Linked DNA regions of Mus musculus: all the other regions are linked to region 1. Evidence: chromatin contacts called from public HiChIP or PLAC-seq and capture Hi-C data. All regions are on one chromosome and are shown on one strand. Each heading gives the region's core, a stretch centred on a gene start, on an enhancer-like site or on the middle of the called end of the contact. The rest is flanking DNA. Distances are from core to core; before and after follow the strand shown. Region 1 holds the start of Pvalb (parvalbumin). Region 2 overlaps Tmprss6 (transmembrane serine protease 6). Region 3 holds the start of Kctd17 (potassium channel tetramerisation domain containing 17). Region 4 overlaps Cacng2 (calcium channel, voltage-dependent, gamma subunit 2).

What was found. HiChIP or PLAC-seq counts read pairs in DNA pulled down with a chosen protein or histone mark. Capture Hi-C pulls out chosen DNA fragments and counts their contacts.
Region 2: a contact with region 1 is called in an H3K27ac HiChIP or PLAC-seq map of acute myeloid leukemia, with 5 times the contacts expected there. The contact joins the enhancer-like site here to the promoter of Pvalb in region 1. A contact is called at or near these places in 1 of 39 promoter capture datasets (the C10 cell line), 3 of 484 Hi-C or Micro-C datasets (the AML12 cell line, bone marrow-derived macrophages and cerebral cortex), 7 of 115 datasets of contacts at active chromatin or transcription factors (acute myeloid leukemia, bone marrow-derived macrophages, embryonic hindbrain and 3 more) and 3 of 9 other capture datasets (adipose tissue, embryonic stem cells and pancreatic islet).
Region 3: a contact with region 1 is called in a capture Hi-C map of macrophages, with 6 times the contacts expected there. The contact joins the promoter of Kctd17 here to the promoter of Pvalb in region 1. A contact is called at or near these places in 19 of 39 promoter capture datasets (the 3T3-L1 cell line, 3T3-L1-derived adipocytes, the C10 cell line and 15 more), 4 of 484 Hi-C or Micro-C datasets (the AML12 cell line, bone marrow-derived macrophages, cerebral cortex and 1 more), 5 of 115 datasets of contacts at active chromatin or transcription factors (bone marrow-derived macrophages, embryonic hindbrain, embryonic stem cells and 2 more) and 5 of 9 other capture datasets (adipose tissue, embryonic stem cells, liver and 2 more).
Region 4: a contact with region 1 is called in an H3K27ac HiChIP or PLAC-seq map of embryonic stem cells, with 3 times the contacts expected there. The contact joins the enhancer-like site here to the promoter of Pvalb in region 1. A contact is called at or near these places in 5 of 39 promoter capture datasets (the C10 cell line, HPC-7-derived erythroid cells, pre-B cells and 2 more), 1 of 15 datasets of contacts at CTCF or cohesin (the NIH/3T3 cell line), 4 of 484 Hi-C or Micro-C datasets (CD4 T cells, nephron progenitors and regulatory T cells), 3 of 115 datasets of contacts at active chromatin or transcription factors (embryonic midbrain and embryonic stem cells) and 2 of 9 other capture datasets (adipose tissue and embryonic stem cells).

Annotation. Positions count from the first base shown.
Region 1 is chr15:78,202,224-78,207,021 of GRCm38.p6, forward strand. Pvalb (parvalbumin) reads right to left here and starts at 2,014. Exons shown (of 4, transcript NM_001330686.1): 1 at 1,862-2,014; 2 at 298-430. The coding sequence starts at 1,922.
Region 2 is chr15:78,447,724-78,452,521 of GRCm38.p6, forward strand. Tmprss6 (transmembrane serine protease 6) reads right to left here. Exons shown (of 18, transcript NM_027902.2): 10 at 4,753-4,798. Among named protein-coding and RNA genes, the nearest start is that of Tmprss6, 19 kb to the right of the region's middle. Within about 2 kb of position 2,533, at least 218 of the 459 cell types and tissues checked have an H3K27ac peak or open chromatin away from gene starts, as enhancers often do. A contact at or near this core is called in the AML12 cell line, acute myeloid leukemia, adipose tissue and 4 more, where this site is marked.
Region 3 is chr15:78,426,383-78,431,180 of GRCm38.p6, forward strand. It overlaps Kctd17 (potassium channel tetramerisation domain containing 17), which reads left to right and starts at 2,182. Exons shown (of 8, transcript NM_001289671.1): 1 at 2,182-2,485; 2 at 3,660-3,768. The coding sequence starts at 2,276.
Region 4 is chr15:77,999,343-78,004,140 of GRCm38.p6, forward strand. The region is part of intron 2 of Cacng2 (calcium channel, voltage-dependent, gamma subunit 2); the gene reads right to left. Among named protein-coding and RNA genes, the nearest start is that of Gm46520, 11 kb to the right of the region's middle. Within about 2 kb of position 2,274, at least 13 of the 459 cell types and tissues checked have an H3K27ac peak or open chromatin away from gene starts, as enhancers often do. A contact at or near this core is called in embryonic stem cells and stem cell-derived epiblast-like cells, where this site is marked.

The sequences.
Region 1 (4,798 bases), core at 764-3,263:
ACACTCTGAGGAGAATACCTCCTGCCTTGCTTGCGGTGGGAAGCAGTCAGAATAAGTGCTCCTTCACTGGTATTAAATTATTAAGTAACTCCATTCCATTAGCGATATTAAGTGGCTATAATTTAACCTAGTTAGCTGCACTCCAGGCTGAGGGATTGACCCTCCCGGAAGCAGGAAGTATCTTTCCCTGGTGCCCGGGACAAAGCAAAGCCCGCTTGCTAGGAGGGGTGGCTGGGAACTTTGGGTGCTATCACCAGGTTCATCCCCGCCCTGCTCCCCGCCCCATCCTCAATTTACCCCAGCTCATCCTCCTCAATGAAGCCACTTTTGTCTTTGTCCAGAATATGGAACACCTTCTTCACCTCATCCGGGTTCTTTTTCTTCAGGCCCACCATCTGGAAGAACTTTTTGTGGTCGAAGGAGTCTGCAGCTGTTGGGGGTTGAGGGGGAAGAGGAGGTTAAAGAAGGACAGGGGAGAGGCACCGGGAAAGTCAGGGAAAGAGATGTTGTACCATTTATTAAAGGGTACCTGCATGGTTGTGGGGAACAGGAGGACAGAGGGAGCCCAGCTAGGAAAGGATGCTTTGCCCAAGGTCGACCCTTCTTGGTTCCCCCATACACACACTGATGAGCCACAGGGAGACTGTCAGCCTCCTGAGAACTGTATTTCTATGAAGCCTTTTGGGTGAGGGCTGGGTGGGCTGTGCACAGGCATGCGATGGATGCTAGCTAGGATGGATGGAAAGGCGGCTTTCTCTCATTGGCTACATACTGTGATCAGAAAGATCAACTCTGTGAGGACATAGTTCTGTCAAGGTCACATCATGGGAGGGGGAGGGGAGGACCCAGAAGTCCTGCACAGATTCTGAGACCCATCCCAGTGGTTGGGGGTGGGATGAAGGACTTCTAAGAACTCAGCTGAGTTTCATACTCAGGGTGACAAGGTGGCTCAAGGCACTGTGAATGGGTTATCATAGTGCTCCAGGGGGAGGTGGGGGGCTTCTTGGAGCTTCCTGTATGTGTCTGGAGGAGAAGGAAGCTATATAAAAAGCAGATAGATGTCCCTCTCTGTCCAGAAACTCTTAAGAACTATGGTCTCCCCTCAGCCCAGAGTTGGAGGGAAAAAAAGTTGCTTTGTCTTTTTACACACCAAGGTGGGGCACTGAGACCTGAGGCCACCTCAGATCTCATTCTTCCTGTGCTGGACTGGGTGACCTTGTACAGCTTGAATCTTATCCCAGCCTCAGTTTCCCTCCCTGGGTGACAGAGGAAGAACATCTAAGCTAGAGGAAAGAGATCACACAGCCGAGTGGGTACCCCTCTCTTGGACTACCTAAAAGGATTAGATGCTGGGGGTACAGATGGGGAGCTGCAGCGGGCTGGGCAGGGCTGGGTGCCTGATGCAGAAAGGTCACTGTGCCCTTATGTCTGTCCTGGGAGGGGATCTCCACTAATGGGCTACCTTCCAGGAAAAGTCTTGTTGGGAATGGGGGCCAAGGAAAGGGGTCTCTTGAAGAGAAAGCCCAGGCTTGCAGACCCTTCTACACTTCTCAGAGGAGGATGTCTGGGTCCTTGCTTCTTCCTCCCTGGTCTTCGCACTTGGTCCTGGACCCCCCCACAAGTTCTCCCGGAGAGGCCACTCTTCTGAGCCCTCAACTTTGTGAGACTCAGTCAGGGAGCACAGTCCGTGCAGCTCTTGGAAAGCATAGGACCAAGGAGCTAACCCCCTAGGATGGAGACCCGATGCGTGAGGGAAGAAACTGGGGAGGCTTCGCAGAGGGATGAGGGGTGCCCCAGAAGCGGGAAGAGGGCAAGGGGACAGGGCCAGGCGCGGGGAGTGGGGTGGGGGTGCATTGCTCACCAGCAAAGGCTCCTATCGCCTTCTTGATGTCCTCAGCGCTGAGCACGTCTGTCATCGACATCCTGCAACTGTTTGAGCGGGCAGAGCAAGTGCGAAAAGATTAAAAAGTGTTCTCCTCATCCTTTCTGCTCATATGACCAGCGCTGCAGTGTCGCGCGCCAGGCGCACGCCCGCTCGGCCTGGCTCCGCGCCAGGGGGCGCCCGGCTCAGCGCACAGCTCAGCAGCTCAGTCCCGCCGCACCGCCAAGCTGAGCGGGCCACATGCCCATGGGGTCCGGGCATTCAGGAGGCTCGCCCAGGACCCCGCCGCCAGGGGCCATCTCCTGATCTAAAGGGCCACCAGCAGAGACTGGAGCGTTCTGCCGCTGTCAAGGGCATACGGGAGGCAGAGAGGCTCCGATCTGGGCATCTCGGACAATGTCCTCTCGCGTGGGGAAAAAATGATGCTGACCAGCCTCCACCCCGATGTGGCCCCTGGGCTATGCACTCTGTCTCTCCACGCCTCCAGTACCCTCTTGTCTTCTGTCCTGGATGCAAATTTATGCCGCGAAAAATCTGAATGTTAAGAACTTGAAACCTGAGCCACAGGACCCAGGGAGGAGGTTGTTGGACTATCAGAGCTCCTCTGTGCAGAGGCTCTCTGTCTGGGCTCCATCCCTCCCTCACCTGACCACATTCTGAAACTTGATTTGGTTTCTGCGAGGAAGAAGGCACCAGTTTATCTGTCAGAAGACCCTTTTGGGCACCAGTTTATCTGCCAGAAGACTCTTTTTCTCACACTTTCTAGTCTCCAGGGCCAGACACAGCTGAGTTGTGTTTCATCTAATTCCCATTAGGGAGGCTAAGGTGAGAGAGGCCCCACAGCATAGCTATCTACCTTTCAAGTTGGTCATATTTGGGGGATAAGGGATAGTACCATCAGACCATACTTTTTGATTACCATGTTTTGTGATCAGAGTATCACCTCTGGGAAACAGGACATTTTTCATCTCACGGGACCAGAGTACAAGGCTGCCATCTTCCCTCAGGTCTCCCAAAGTTTCAGACTGTGGCTAGCAGCCTTCGAAGTGTATATGAGCACTAGACATACACATAGAGTTCTGAATGTGAGTCACGCTGAATCCCCCCATGACCTTGAGCTATAACCTTTCTCTCTGGTCATGTGTTGTGTTAAAGATGGGAGGATCACTGTGTGGGACCTGAGGCAGGTGGGCAGCGTCTGGGGTGATGATGATACTGGGGACCAAGGGACAGCTTCCCAGCTGCCCAGTAGCTCAAGTTGCCTGACAACTTGCTGTCAACACTGTCTCCCCTAGCTGAGCCCTGGAAGGCTGCCCTTCCTGGAAACCTTAGGAGTGCCTGGCTCCAGCTGCCCCCTCCTGGTGAGTCAGCGTCTTTGGGCCACAGCTTGCCAGCTGGCTTCCAAGGCTCCTAGGCTACAGCCCCTGACTTCATAGCTCTGGGCATGAGGCCCACTTCAGACCCCCCAGCTGTCCTGCACCCTTCAGCTGCTTTAGCTCCTATGTCTCCTGCCTCAGTTGACTTAGTGGCCTCAGCCTCTACCCCTTGTTCCCAGCTGGACTGCCAGTTCCAGTGTGCCAGGCTTCTGTGTTGACAGTTCAATGTCTGGGCTCTCTTTATACTGTGGCCCCAGTTACAGCATCTGTTTCTCCAACTGGAGACCCTTGTGCTATAGTGAGCCTGGAGTCTCTAAATGCCCGAAGACCCATCCATATGGAGGCAGAGGCAGAGCAGGGTCAGCTTATTGGTGTGACTTAGTGTGCTGTAAACCTCTTAGATATCCTTTCTCATGCCCCAACCTCAGTCCTACAGTGCGTCTGAGCCACATACTGGCTCTTATGGTAAAGGTTCTCACCATTCCCCTTGCTCCTCCCTCTGCTGCTGAGTCCCCTCACTGGGACATCCTCAGCGAAGCATGCATGTTGTTGGCTTAGCCAATCAACTCCTCACCCAAGTGCTTGCCTCTCACCCTCTGCCTTCTGCTCCCCTGATAGAACCAATAGACCTCCACAGACATATGGCTCTACCTCTCAGCTCCATCTGAGGGACAGCTGAGGTCCATCCTTGGGGGCAAGTATTTATTCAGGCTACCCAAGAAGCTCGGAGAGAACTCAGGGATCCCGTACTCCACAACCTCCATTTTGATTCTAGAGAAATGGCAGCCTGGCTGTCCTTTTCAATTGGCCTGATTCCACCTTCTCCATCCTCCAACCTCAGAGGCTACCGCTTACCTTGGATGAGCAGAGGCCGGAGCCTATACAGAAAAGCTGGGCTGGTGGGAGATCCTGTTGGGAAATGAGACTCGTGGTGGGACAGCCACTTAAATAGTCTACAGCCCTGGCTATTTTGGGAGGTGGCGCTCCCCCAGCCCCTGGCCCCCTCCCCTTCCGGTGTCAGGTACTCCCCAGCCACGGTGCTGAGTGTCTGTATCACATTCACCCCCATCCAGGCCTATTGAGCCAGGCCTATTAATAACCCTTGGCCTCTACCTCCCTACAGCACCCAGCACTAAGGTCCAAGCAGGGCACACCTCTTGCATGAAGCCTTCCATGATCACCTTGGGTGGCAGCCACACTCGGTTCCAAGCTTGCAAGGAAAGGAAGAGGGAAAGATGGAAACAAGGGTTGCTAGGGGTGAAGAGACACCCTGAGGCATTGTGGGGGTACCTCCTGTGGCAGTGGTGGCAGTGCAATGGGTCTGCAGCACACAGCTTTGGCACTGCAGCCAGGACCAGGCTGGAGCTTCCAGGCAATATGTCAGTGTCTGGCGGGAGGAGAGGTGTAGCCCACCTTTGGACAAGCCTCGTCTTCAGTGTCTCAGTTTCCCAGCTGTGTAGCCCTGCTATAAGGGGTAAGCTTGAACTTGAGGGAGATAGGCACCCTTGATGATGTATGCCAAATGTCACTGGTAAGGGTG
Region 2 (4,798 bases), core at 1,283-3,782, 250 kb after region 1:
AAGGCAAATTAAGAGGTCCTGAAAAGGAATTGTTTTTCAAGCACCCAGAGTTCCAACAGCCCAGCTGCTCGTCAAAGAAAAGATCGCCACCAGGGGGCGCGCGGGGCAAGCCTGGGTCTTGTCGTCACCCTTTCCCCGCCTCCCGCCCTTTTTCAAGCCAAGGAAATGTGGGTTCCTGGTGGATAAAAAAGATGGATTCCTGGATTGTTATCCTCAGAGGACAGGCCCAGAAAGTGGGCAGGGCATCTGGAAAATGTGATTTAAAAAAAAAAGAAGAAGTTATTTACTTTAAAGAATGCATTTTAAAGAAATCGCAGTACTTTCCCTTTATGCATGGGAGGCATTCCTAGACTCCCGTGGACACCAGAAATCCCACGCAGTGGCGAACACTACCTGTGCTATGCTCTGCCTGTACACATCTCTCTTTGTAAATCGGGCTCTAAAGAGAGCGGTAGCTAATGAAACAGATTCACTTCTGGAATTTTCCACTTAAGTATTTTCCGATCACAGATTACCGTGAGAAACTGAGAGGGAACTGATGAAATATACATTTCTGAACTAATCAGATTTAACTCCTGACACAGGCACTTAACCCGCAAGAGCAAGGGTTAGTCTGACAAGGAAAGTTAAAAGCCCGGAGACGGGAGGGAGAGCCAGAGCCTAGCCGCCCTTGACAAATGAGATCACCACTAGGGGGAGCCCTGGAGCAAGCCAGTCCCTTTCAAGCTAAGAGGAACCCGATTGTTCCTTGAGGACGTTGTTATAAATATATAAATTTGTGTTATGGTTATGATAATCTTATACCTATCATGCATTGCTATCCCAGGGAAGGGTCCCAAGAAGCAGGCAGGGAAGCTGGGAGCATCCCAGAACAAATGTAAGATTCAGGCATTCGGAGCCCTGTTCCCAGGTGCGGCCCTCTGAGTTTCTGGCCCCTCTGGTCCTCCCGTCCACCTAGCCCTCTCACCTCAGCAGCTAAGTGCTGGAGTCAGAAGGAACCGGGGCACCATATGGATTGCCTTGCTACCCCACCCCACCCCACCCTGTGAGTTTAGCAGGGGGATCTTTCTCCTAGGCCTGTCAATCCGGCATATCAGCATCTTCCCACAGAGGAGCTGGAGAGATGCTGGGTGGATAGGCAGAAGCATGGATAAGAGAAAGGAGTGGGAGGGGTCAGGCCTCACTGTGAACATGGCTCTTTCTATGGACAAGCTGAAGGACAGAGGGCAGAAAGACAGCACTGAGGGAGGGACAGTGGCCTGCTCTGTGGTGGACAGGACATTTTGCAGAGCCGGGCTCCATATAACTTTGCCACCAGACGAGTTAGTTCTGTGACCTCGGCAAACTTCAGGCCTCCGTAAGTGTGGTGGCCGAACTATAGTCAGGAGAAAGCCATCCCCTGACCCCACCTCCTTGCAGATATTTCAGAGAACCTGGAAGAATGGTTTGGGGGACCTGATACAGAGTGGCTGCAAGTGGCACTAGTCACAGGGCCTTGGGGAAGCAGAAAGACCACTTAGAGTCAGGCTTACAGGGGCCTCTGGAGCCTGTCGTTCTGCCTTATCTCATGGCTGGAAGTTAGCAGAAAGGGTCAGGCAGGTCACAGGAGAGTGACATCACATGAGAGGAAATGAGGGCAGGTTCCTGGAAGGGGGGAAGCCAGTGCTGCGGTATCGCCCAGTGAGGAGGTTCTGTGAAACCCAGCATCCAGCAGCTAGATCTTACAAGGACAAGACCCGCGTCCCCACCCCCACCACCTGCAGGCCACTGAAGGGCAAGCGGACCCTGTGGGGACAGCAGAACAACAGAACAGCAGGATGGCAGGCAGAACCAGGAGAAAACAAAATGGACAGACAAGATAGGGACCAAGGGTGCCCAGCTAGTAGAAGAGTCCCTTGTCTCTAGACTGGCACTGGGGACAGGGGTTCAGCCATCTTTTCCCTGTACTCCTCAATTGCTGGACCAAAGGACCTGGTCTCCCTCTCCCTTCCTCCATCTCTCAGGCCCCTGCTACCCACACAGCAGATTTTCCAGGACACATTCTTCAGAGAATTTCCCAGCAATGACGTTATCTTTATCAGCCCACAATAACCAGAGACCAGGCCCCAGGCCTCTGTTGTATATTTCCCATCATGCCTTGCCCTCCCCAGGGCATTCACTGTATGGAGCAAGGAGTTAACTCTCCACTGGGGACCCTGTATCCCAGGGGAAGGGCTGAGATGAGGTGCAACTTTCCCAGCTGCTTTCAGAGGAACTGGTGAGAGCCACAGAGATGCCCTGATCTCCCATCGGCTGGGAATGGCTCTACTGAGAGATGAGAGCCTTCCTGAGGAGACACCATACAATTAAGTGTACAACTGAGTGCTCTTTTCCTCTCTCTCTCTCTCTCTCTCTCTCTCTCTCTCTCACACACACACACACACACACACACACACACACACACACACACACACACACACACACACACGGCTGGGCAATCATGCCCTGGGGGCCGGCCAGCTGCCTGAGCTCAGTGATGACGTCACAAGCCACAGGGACTTTTAGCAAATGACTCAGCCTCTGGGCCTCAGGCTTCCCACAAGCTGTGAGGCTCGTTCAACTGTGAGTCCCTGGAATTCATACTTGAAACCAAAATTCACACTTGGATTCTCCAATGTCTTAGGCTAGTGGCGTTTGGAGGAAGGGCATTCAGGGAAGTGATTGGGTCAGGAAGGGGCTGTACCTGGTGAATGCATTCATCTAGCAGATAAAGGAAGCACTGGTGGGTGGCCTCAAGCCCCCACCCCTACCCTGCACCATCAGGCAAGCCCCTTCGGCCCTGCCTCATCTCCTGACACCCTCTGTCCCACTATGACTCAGCAGAAAGCCAGAGTCTTATGCTGCTTTCTTAGACTTCCAGCCTTCGCCACCAGGAGCTGCACAAACCTCTATTCTTTATAAACTTCCCTGCCTTGGCAATTTTGTTACAGCCGCAGAAAGCAGGTTAAGGACAGGATCTGAGTCCGCCTCCCTTGCTCGACTGTGGGGAGCACATAATCGCTTTCCACACCTGTGTGGCACCGAGTAAGAGCCATTTAGCGATTGTGGTTGGTACCGTCTCCACCCACCATCTTATTTAGTCTCCAGTGGAAGGCGTCTCGTTCCAGGCCCTTTGCTTTGTTTGTTTCTGTGTAATAGAACACACTCTTGTTTGGGACAGCAGGTCTGTGGAGGGGAAGCAATGACTTCTGGGAGTCAGTCCCCTCCTTCCACCATGTTGGTTCCAGGGACTGAACTCAGGTCCTCAAACTTGCCGGCAAGCCTCTTAACCCACTCAGCCATCTTGCATGTCCATGGCTTCCTTCCTTTCTTTCTTTCTTTCTTTCTTTCTTTCTTTCTTTCTTTCTTTCTTTCTTTCTTTCTTTCTTTCTTTCTTTCTTATTGGGGGCTACCAGGTGGAGCCCAGAAATCATGCTATGTTAGGTGAGCACTTCGTCCTCAGAGTCCATCCCAGTCTCAGCACACTCAGATAAGTTCCAGAGGCTGGGAGAGGTAAGTCTTGCCCAAGAAGGAACCAGGGGAGCCAGGCTTTGAGCCCCAGTCTAACTGCCTGTGACTGACAACCACTGGGAGGAGCCTTACTGTGACCCATCTGAGTTACCCCGGTGAAGCTAGTGTTTCTGTTGTGCAGAAACTGAGCTCTGGGGCCCCACAACACTTGGCACAGGATCAACCTAGACTAATGGGCCTTAGGCACAGGCTGCAAGAGAGTGCTAGGCCCAAGGCTATTCCCTCTCCCTCTGGCCTCTCAGAGATAGTGACAACACTCAGGGAGGGGTCATGGCTGAAAACACAGCACCTTCATTCAGAAAACTCCAGTCATGGGCTCTGGTGCCGAAACCAGAAGCCAGTAAGCAGCTCCCGGAGTGGGCTGGTGGCTGAGGGAGCCACATGAAGAAGGGCACACAAGACAGCGCCCTTCCCCATGCAGACCTTCTGACCCCTAGGCATATCAGGCTTATGTCACACAGTAGCCTGTTGCTACGACAGCACGGACTCACATCACATCTCGGACAGTTTACCTCCTTTTTGTCACTGTCCCCAACATATTGGAAAAATCCAGCTTTGTCACTCCTTGCCACCCTCTATCTAGAATAAGATCAACTAATGGGCAAATGGGGCTTAGCGGTATCCTCAGTTGCTGGCCCAAGAGGACTGTCCATCTTCATCCTTCTGGCTAGCCCCCAACACACACACACACACACACACACGTCACTTCACAGCTCCCTCTGCCCCCTGCAAGCTCCCAAGAGGACGTTCTTAGCTAGACACCTCCTTGCCAGGAGGCCAAGCGAACAGGCAGGACACTGCAGGGAACACAAATACACAGGGTAACCCTGAGAGCTACTGTCCCCATGGAAGTCAACGGCAGCAAAGACAATGGCGTCCTCGGACTGTAGGGGAGTGGAAGAAAGGCCATGTGCTCTCAAGTGCCCTGTGCCCTGTCCCCATCGTTGGTAGAGCCATGTGGTTACAGAAGTCAAGGCAGCTCCACCATTTACCCTGACTGGGACGGACAGGATGGTGAAATGCGTGCTGGAGCCTGCTGGGTATCTGGGGAAAGGCTGGTCAGGACAGGAGGGACAGTCAGGACAGGATGGATAGTCAGGAGAGACTTTGCTGTCTTCAGCCTCCGCTCACCACCCTCTGCTACCCCCCAGGCCCAGCATGGGTAGGAGCATGAGGTCCGAGTGATGGGGAGGGGAAGGCTACCTCCTGTTCTGGATCATCCACTGGCCCTGAGTACACAGTCGGTTGT
Region 3 (4,798 bases), core at 932-3,431, 220 kb after region 1:
ACCCCACCATACCTCTAAAAAGGGAAACTAAAACCAACAGTCGATAAACTATGGAAAGTAAGCAACACGTAATAACTCGTTCTCTTTTCAAGTTATTGCGCTCAGGTTATTTTATCCCAGCAACGGAACAGTGACACAGGGGGAGAACATTAGGTGTCTGTCGGAGGAGCTTGTCTGTCCAGGGTAGGGGTTCTGAAAGAAGGAGAAGAATTTGAGGCAAGCCTTCCTCTTTATTCACCCTCAAGGTACTGGCCCATCTGACACCAAACAGGGACAATGTCCAGATGTGTGCTGGACTCCCACTGGCCTGCTTGGACCGGCTGTGTGGACTGTGGTCTCCTCACCTGTGGTGTTGCCATAGGAAGGAGGGACAGCTTCCGAGTCAGTGAGGCAAGGCTTTGAGGTTGACTCTGCTCTCCATAGCCTCTCCCAGCACTGTCCCACAGTCCCTGAGCCTCCTTTTATCTACTGTAAGAGAGGCATGGAAAAGTAGGATCCATATCTGAGAGTCCCGGAATGAGGACGGCCCATGTGTGGGCACCACTTGAACCAGGAAAGCTCTCAGTGAACAGTACCTGCTGTCCTGGTGGCTGCCGTCATCACCCTGATCGCGATGGCACACCAAGAGTGTGGTCTTGAGAGCACGGTGCTCAATGAACTTATCTCTGATGGATGCTTTTGGTGTCTGTGGCCAGGTACTTATAACAGGGCCCTGCCTGGAGGACATCACAGGTATATGTGCAGCCCGAAGGAGGAAGATCTGACCTCCATCCTTTGCAAGGGGTTTGCCCCTCTCACCTCCCCAGTGATGGGTCAGCTTGACACAGTTTAGAATCACCTGTGAAGAGAGCTAGTGATGAATTGTCTGAATCAGGTGGGCATGACTGTAGGAGATTGTCTTGATTACATTAATTGATGTGGGAAGACACAGCCCACTGTGGGAGACACCATTCCCTAGGCTTCAGCCCAGGACGGTGTAAGAGTGGAGACAGTGAGCTGAGTACAAGCATACATTTGTTCTCTCTCTGCTCTTGATTGTGGATGTGGCTAGCTGCCTCGAGGTCCTGGAACCTAGACTTCCCTATAGCAAAGAGCTCATATGGAATTATGAGCCAAATAAACCATTTTCTTCCTACGTTAGCTTTTGGCAGGATGTTAATATTACATCAACAGAAAGTGAAACTAGGCCATCCCTAAGTCAGGTCTTTTTGTACCTGCTGTGTTGTCCTAAAAGGAACAACTGTCCTCAGGAACTCACTGAACAGTGGGGTGAGAACAGCAGTGACCATGTCCCCCAAACAGGATCCTCCCCCTCCCCTGTTTCCTCTCCATTCTGCTAGCCCAGCAATCACCTTGAATGCCAATGCTAGAGTGACCATTTCCAAACCCTAAGCCCATTCCTCCTTTGCTGAGAGCTTTGGAGCCTCCCCAGTCCTGCTGCACACCCCACACTCCCATCAAGGAAAGGCATCTGGGGGGCCTGGGCATCTCAGCATCATGGGGGAGGGGGCTATTCTAAAACTCCCCTTCCCCACTTTGTAGAGCCGATCCATGCCTCATCTCCAAGCTTCAGGTCAAGCACATATGGAAGCCAAGTGGCACCAGAGAAGCCAGTACCTGAACTTCATCTTCTGAACGTTCACTCTTTAAGCAGACTCCGTAGCATTCAGACTAGACCAAGACTGGCATCCAGAGCAACCCGGCAGGGATGCAGGAAGCTTAAAGGAGTCATATGTATGCTCACACAGCTTCTGGCACACAGAAACGTTCAGCCAGCCCTAAGCCCAACTACATATCCTCAAAGAATTTAGGAAGAGGTGGTGACTATACCTCATCCCCGTGGTCTTTGCCACACACGGGACAAAAAAGAAACACTGCTGATGTGGCTCATGCACGCATATGCACACACGCACATGCTCACACACAGGCGCGTGCGCCTATTTTTAAAAGTAGGTTCAGGTAAATATAGGAATTTCTGGAGGAAGAAAGTTCTTCTCAGGTCAGGTATTCCTCAGCTGGGGCCCCCGTACAAAGCAGAACAAATGGGGGGGGATAGCCAATGAGGAAATCACTGTTTTCGCAGGGCCTTCTGCAAACCAAGCAGTCTGGCCACACGGAGAGACCAGATGATAGATCACCAAGAAAGGCAATGTGGGGCGGGACGTGCTGTCCGAGCAACACCAGGACAAGCGCAGAGCATCCCAGCCCTGGCTCCAGACTACAGCTCCCGGCATGCCCTGCACCTGGTACTCGCCCGCGGCGTGCGGAGGGAAGGATGCAGACAACGCGGCCGGCGATGAGGATGGAGGCCGGGGAGGCAGCGCCACCGGTGGGGGCGGGCGGCCGCCCCGGGGGCGGCTGGGGCAAGTGGGTGCGGCTGAACGTGGGGGGCACGGTGTTCCTGACCACCCGCCAGACGCTGTGTCGGGAGCAGAAGTCCTTCCTCAGCCGCCTGTGTCAGGGCGAAGAGCTTCAATCGGACAGGGTGAGCCCTGAGCCCGCTGACAGGGGGGTCCTGGCCCCGCGCTCCCGGGCTGTCCCGCCTGCGCGTCCCTCGGCCTCTGGCTTTCCTAGGATTCTGAGGCGGGGAGCCGAGGCAGGAGGAGGGGGAGGAAGAGGAGCCGAGAGGAATAGCTATACCCATTGCCGTGGCAACGGGACAGCACAGGCCGCAGCCATTTAGAGCTTTGGAGAGCTGCCCCAGATCCGGGACGCTTCCTTACTGTGGAGCGCTGGGGAGGGACCAACAAACCGGGCCTGCCTTACTGCCCTGGCTGACTCTTAAAGGAGTTGATGCGGCTGCTTCTCCCCGCCCTTAGGGTGTGGGCAGCTGAAGGGTACAAGGAACTAGATGGAGGAGGCCTGGGTGTCTTGGAGCTGGGCTTAATGTAGGGAAGAGCACTGGCTTTGGAGCTATCACTTGTGGGCTCACCCTGCTCTCCTGCCAAATTCCCAAATGACCAGGGAGGAATCGGGAGGAGAGGGGAACTTCCCTGCTCTCTGACTTTGGCCTCCTAGTGTGCAAGGCCTCTGGAGTTGGCTTGTCAAAGTCCCCTGTCCCCCATTCTGTGGCCCTCTTACACTGTGCCCTTGGGTGAGTCCCCTGTCCCTTGATGTCTCCGTCTTCTGTGCTGGGTTGTCCAGATCCCAGTCCTCCCTGCAGGCTGCACTTGTCCAATCAGAGTGCAGCTTCTTTGGAAACTTGCAAACATCTAGTGAATAGTGGGGTTGGCTGGGGGTGGGGGTGGGCGCGGTACACAGCCTCCAAGAGGGAAACTTTCCTAAGAGGGAAATTCACTGGGTCCTGTGCTGAGAGAGAGGTAAGGGGCCACTCAGGAATCCGGTCACCCTCTATACTCACATCTAATCCTCTGACTATGGGAGAAAGAAGCAACGCTCCAGAGGCCAGATGATTGGCTCAAGGTCACACAGCCTGGAAAAGGCAGAGGCAGGGTTCGAACCCAGATCCTTACTGCTTTCTTCCTGCTTCCTCTCTCCCTGTAGCCATTCTTCCAGCCAGCCTGTGGTGACTTGAGTTTATGTGTGTGTGTGTGTATGTGTGTATGTGTGTGTGTGTGTGTGTGTGTTAGGAGGGGTGGGGGTGGCTGGCTTGGGGAAGCTTGCACACCCCTCACTTCCTGTGGTCATCTCCTCCACAGGATGAGACCGGGGCCTACCTCATTGACCGTGACCCCACCTACTTCGGGCCCATCCTGAATTTCCTCAGGCATGGAAAATTGGTGCTGGACAAGGACATGGCCGAGGAGGGTGAGTTGGTCCATTGCGCTGGTCTGGGTCTCTACAGCCTACCGGAGCCTTCAGGGGAGGCCTAAAAAAATTGTCTTGAAGCCAGGACAGTGGCTACATTTCCCCATTATTTTCTGCCTGTCCCAGAGTGGAGTCCCATTCTCCAGGTCTCGGCAAGACCGACAGACCCCCGTGGTCACTGGGTAAATGGCAGGGAAACAGGAAGTGGTAAAAAGGAAGCCAGCCAGGTCCTGAAACATCTGTAGCCTTTGGGAATGTACGTCCTTCCTCCCTGGCCTCTGGCAAGCCAGGCGTAGCCTGTGATGCTCCAGGCTGGATGGGGGAAGGGTTGGGTCTTTTTTCTCGGCCTTACTCTGTGTCTCCCAAGCAAGGGCTTCCCATCAGCCAGGAGGCAAAGTTAGTGGTTCTCCCCCATAGCTGGCAGCCTCTACGGCCCAGTGGCTTGTTGGGGAGAACTTTGGCCTTTCCCAGACCCCTGGAGGCTCATATCCGGGCCCAGCTGATGTGGAATCGGGGTGGGGAATAGATCAGAGCAAGGACCACAGTCATCCCCAAACCAGCTCTCCTCGGTACACTTGAGCTCTGGACCAGGCTAGCTCAGACGTGTCAGTTTTCTTTGAGTCTCTCTTGGTGTCTCCAAAAATACCAAAAAAACAAAAACAAACAAACAAACAAAAAAGGCATCACGACCCACATTCAGAAGACTGTGTGTTGGGACAGATGGGTCCTGTGTACCTGTGGGTGTTTTACACGGCCCTCGCTCTAGGCTATGGTCCTCTCCAGCTGACCCCAGTGGAGTACGGTGATCCAAAGGCTCCCCAAAGGACATCACGCTTAGGGCTTACTGTAGGTAGCTAGCTCTGCGTTAGCCTGCTGAAGCTGCCTAGCAGTCTGAGGGGAAGCGATCACGTGGGTGGGGCCTGGGCTCAGGAGCAGGTCCCTCTGGGAGGCTCATACTCCAGCTGCGTCACAGCTAATACCTGTTTACAGGTTCTAGCGCCTCAACGCTCTGTGCTCTCCTACCCTCAGA
Region 4 (4,798 bases), core at 1,024-3,523, 200 kb before region 1:
TTAAATGACCCTGGAGACACAGACATGGAGACACAGACACAGACGTGCACACACACACACATACATGCACATACACACAGTTCTTAGCTTCCTCAATTCCCATTGGTTCAAGCACATGAGAACGGTGAGCTCTTATGTACAGCCTGGCCAGGGTCCTGAGTTGGGACCTAACACACAATATTATACCTTTGCTGTGATATAGAGACGAAAAAACTGAGTTCAGAGAGGCGGGGCAACTTGTTTATGGCTTCCCAGCTAGTAAGCAGGGTTTCTAATCCAGAACAGCACCAGGGCTGTTCCAAGGAGCTTAGGAAGGTGCTAGAAGGTGGGCGGGACTGAACTCTGGTTTCATCTGTGCTGTAGATTTGCTATGTGAACTGCTCCATGGATGATTTTGTTCCTTCCAAATGGATATAGAGTGATGACTCTGTCCCCTTTCTTCAAGGAAATGGCTCTTCCTGCCCACAGCATGCCTGTATTCATCAAAGAAGACTGGCCTGATGCAAAGGGGCTCAAGACAGCCCGGGCTACATACCCAGCTCTGCTGCTTCTGCTGTGAGAATTCTCCCTGTGTGACTTTCAGGGCCAGCCTCTTAAAAGCTCATGCAGCCCCTGGGAGCCTTGGCGGGTGGATTCTGCTTGCTGGTTGTAGCTGAGCCCTTCCGGTAGCCAGTACATATTGCACTGAGACAGGGATGTTTATCTGAGACAGAGGGATCTTTGTTGGAGTGACACCCCCTGTACCAGTTCTGGGGTGTATGAAAACAAGTTTTGCCCCATCTTTACCAAACTGTGTTCTGATGAAAGAGATATATATCATCAAACGGTAACAGAGTCCCTGTCTAAAAGAACTGCAGGGACAAAAATGCAGAAGAGACTGAGGGGAAGGAGGTCCAGTGACAGGCCCAAATTGGGATCCAGCTCAAGGGGAGGCTCCAAGGCCTGACACTATTACTGATGCCATGGTGTGCTTACAGACAAGAGCCTAGCATGGCTGTCTTCTGAGAGGCCCAACAAGCAGACGACTGAGACAGACACAGATATTTACATTCAACCATTGGTCTGAGAGGCCCAACAAGCAGCCAAAAGAGCCAGATGCATATACTTACACTCAACCAATGGACAGAAGCCAAGGACCCCTGTGGTTGAATCAGGGAAAGGTTGGAAGAAGCTGAGGAGGAGGGCGACCCCACAGGGAGGCCAGTAGTCTCAACTAACCTGGACCCCCAGATCTCTCAGATACCGAGCCACCAACCAGGCAGCATACACTAGCTGATCTGAGGCACCCAACACATATACAGCAGAGGACTGCCTGGCCTGGCCTCGGTGAGAGCAGAAGCACCTAACCCTCTAGAGACTTAAGGCCCCAGGGAGGGGGGAAGTTCTGGTGGTGTGGGGGCGGGGATGAGGACATCTTCTTGGAGACAGGAGAGGAGGAATGGGATGAAGAACTGTCAGAGGGTGGACCGGGAGGGGAATAGCGACTGGACTGTAAAAAAGATTAGAGAATAATAATAATAGTAATAGTAACAGAGCCAGGATTATATATTCCAACAGAAAGATACCAATGAGGCACCATGGTGTGTGTGTGTGTGTGTGTGTGTGTATGTGTGTGTGGTGTGTGTGTGTGTGTGTGTGTATATGTGTGTGTGTGGTGTGTGTGTGTGTATATATGTGTGTGTGGTGTGTGTGTGTGTGTGTGTGTGTGAGATGTCCTGAGGATTGAGTGTGTGACAGACACAGTTTTAGGCCTTCTCTGTCTCCTCAGCCAATGAAGAACACTTTACTTCTATTGTCCAGAGGCTGAAACTGAGGCCTAGAAAAGTTTGGCTGTCTGTCCAAGTGTTGTGATCTCAGGCCTGTCCGTCTAACACATGGCATTCCCCTGCCTGGGCTTCGTACATTCTCTGAGCTGGATCAGGGTGAGCTTCCCTGAGAGAGCGATATGGATTAGTGGGGAGCAGCTCTCAAGAGAGCGGAGGCAGCTGCTAGGAGTGTCTGTGGGACAGAGACAGCACCAAGTGGTGTGTAGGACAAGTGGCTTGTTTAGTGACGGACAGGGCCAGGCTCACAGGCACTCGTGGAGGGACTTGAGGACCCATGAGAGAGGAAGCTGAGAAGGTTCAGGCCTGGTCCAGAGCCAGGTGGAGCCTCCTGGGTCACGAGGGGACTTGTGGGTCAAGGTAAAAGAGTGTGCCTCTGTCTTCAGAGCAAAGGAATTCACGGGCATTTAGATCTGGGAGGGCTGTAGAGGATCTGATTTGCATCACAAGAAACAAAGTCAAGCAAGATTGCAGGCCTGAGGGGAAAGCTGCTGCCCACAGCAATGGGGCTGCTCCAGTGTGGGCGAGCTCCAGGTTACCAGCAGAGGGGAGTTAGTCTAACAGACTCTTGGGTGTCTCAAGCGGCTAAGTGGGAGAGAGAAGGTAACTTTTTTTCCCCTTGTGGTTTTAGACTTACAGGCTGGCTGGAAAAACTATATGAAGACAAGGAGAGAATAAACTTTGGAGTGTGAAGCCAGGCCAGAAGGGTGAGAAGAGGAGAGGAGAAAGAAGGAAGGAGGGGAGGAGGAGGAAGGAGGGAGGAAGGAGGAGGGAAAGGAGAATCTCCACATTTAGCCATCCCTAGTTTGAAGTCTTCCTGGGCTACATCCATGGATTGTAGAGCAGACAGCTGGGGCTCAGAAAAGCCATGTGTGTTAGGCCGTTTATGTGGATTTTATAGACACAGAGGAGGAATTCCTGTCCTTAGCCCTAATACCTGAGGCTTGGGGATCCCCAGTGTGTAGCCACTGTCCAGAGAAGATGTAAATCCCAATGGATTCTCTCACAAGCCGCAGCAACCAGGAGACTCGAGGGTGCTTTTGTAAGCTAAGTGTTTGAGCCTTCTGGCCCTTTATGGCTCTCTTTCTTTACCTCTTTCCTTCCCCCTTTGACAGGGTCTTTGTAGCGCAGACTGGCTAGTTGTGTAGCCCAGGCTGGCCTCAAACTCTGATCCACCTGCCTCAGCCTTCTGGGTGCTGGGATTTACAGGCATACCAAAGTTAACTTCGTGTTTTCTGTGTTGGTGGCAGAAGTGACTAATGTCCTGACCGATGGGGAAGGGCCATGCTTCGGAAGTGGCCTCTTGTCTCAGTGGGACAGAGGTGAGTTGGGGTACGTGGATGAATAAGGATTAGGTAATTCGAGCCAACATTTCTCTTGTTAGTCTGCTTTGCCTGCTCCTCTTGGCAAATCATGGTTATGATCTTGGGCCTCAGGGAGCCAGCTCTTAGGGCCATCACACTGAAAAGTTGCTCTTGGGGGTGGGCACAGCCGGTGGGTAGCGGCACTCAGAGGCCATGCTGTTCTTTTTCTCCATCTGGCAGAGTGGGTGGGTGACACTCAGGAAACAGGGGTATAGGAAATCCGGCCTGCTGCTGGCCCTTCTGTTTCTCTTTCTCTTCTCTGGCCTCAGGTCTGTACTCTGCTGGCACTGTACTAGGGGATACCTGTGGACCCCAACTTTGTGATCACCCTGTATCCCTAGGATCCTTCCTCCAGGTCAGAGCACCGTCTTCTCTTGGCTTGTACACCAATAGTCACAGTGGTTAGCACACTGAGGGTAACTCCTCAGTTTCTGCACAGTGTTGAAATCTATGAGTGTTAACCCACTGGGACTTGATCCCTTTTAATGGGTTCATGTGTCAGACATGCTAGGTTGGGAGGAATTTTCTAGTCTCTTGTACCCTGCCTTTACCCCCTTCTTGTTCCAGTTGGTTAGTGTGGCCAATCACCATAAAAGTGGATGGGTAATGGAAGTTGTGTGTGTATGTGAGTGTTTATGTGTGTGTGTGTGTGTCTGTGTGTCTGTGTGTGTGAGTGTGTGCTGGAAAGCGAAAGATGTAGAGAGACTGGCAGAGAGAGAAAGGAGAGAGAGAGAGAGAGAGAGAGAGAGAGAGAGCGAGCAAGAGCAGGCCGCTTCACTGCCTATGTGTTTTGTGCCTGGCTTTCCCATCTGTGTGACAGGGAAATAGCCATACTGGCCTCAGGGTGACTGTGAAGGTGAGTCAGGCTGCTCTCAGGTTGGGGATATAGTCAAGCACCCATTTGTTCTCTGTAATGCCTTATGGGAGATTTGTTGGGGACACAGGGGGCTACTTGGGGAGCACTGACTGTGTTGGGGAGCACTCTGCCAGGCACTCCTCCATATTCTGTTGTGTGTGGAGGCAGAGACCATCACTCAGGTTCAGAAGACAGCTGTCTGAGCATCTCTGCTCACCATGCTGCCTGGGCCGCGCTGCCTCAGTTTCCCCAGTTCTATATGTAGAGATCAGGAAGGATCAGCTTCCCAACTGCTGCGGGGAGGAGCCTGGGCAACAAGTGCAGCATATGATCTCAAGGGGGTCAGGAGAAGCTGCTGGTATCACACCCCCCACCCCACCTACCTATTCATTTACTTTTTATGGTGTGTGCGGTGGTGGTGAGGATGGGGGAGAGCCTGTGTGTGCTGCTGTGAGTTATGAGCAGAGGTCAAAGAACAACCTGTGGGAGACTCCTTCCCAGGCATTGAACTCAGGCTGTCAGGTTTGGTGATGGGCTGAGTCCTATTGCTAGCCCTGTCTTGGGATGTGGGAGTCCTGAGGTGGGTGCTTGCTAGTGTAGGCGGCAACACAGCAGCTACAAAACCAAGGAACACAGAAGTATGCGCTTGGATTGAGTGAACCCTGCCTGGGCCAGGGCCATAAGGTTGGCCCTGCCCTGCTCTGCACCGATTGGCTGCTAGGCGGGGCCTGGAAGCACCGATTGGCTGCTAGCCA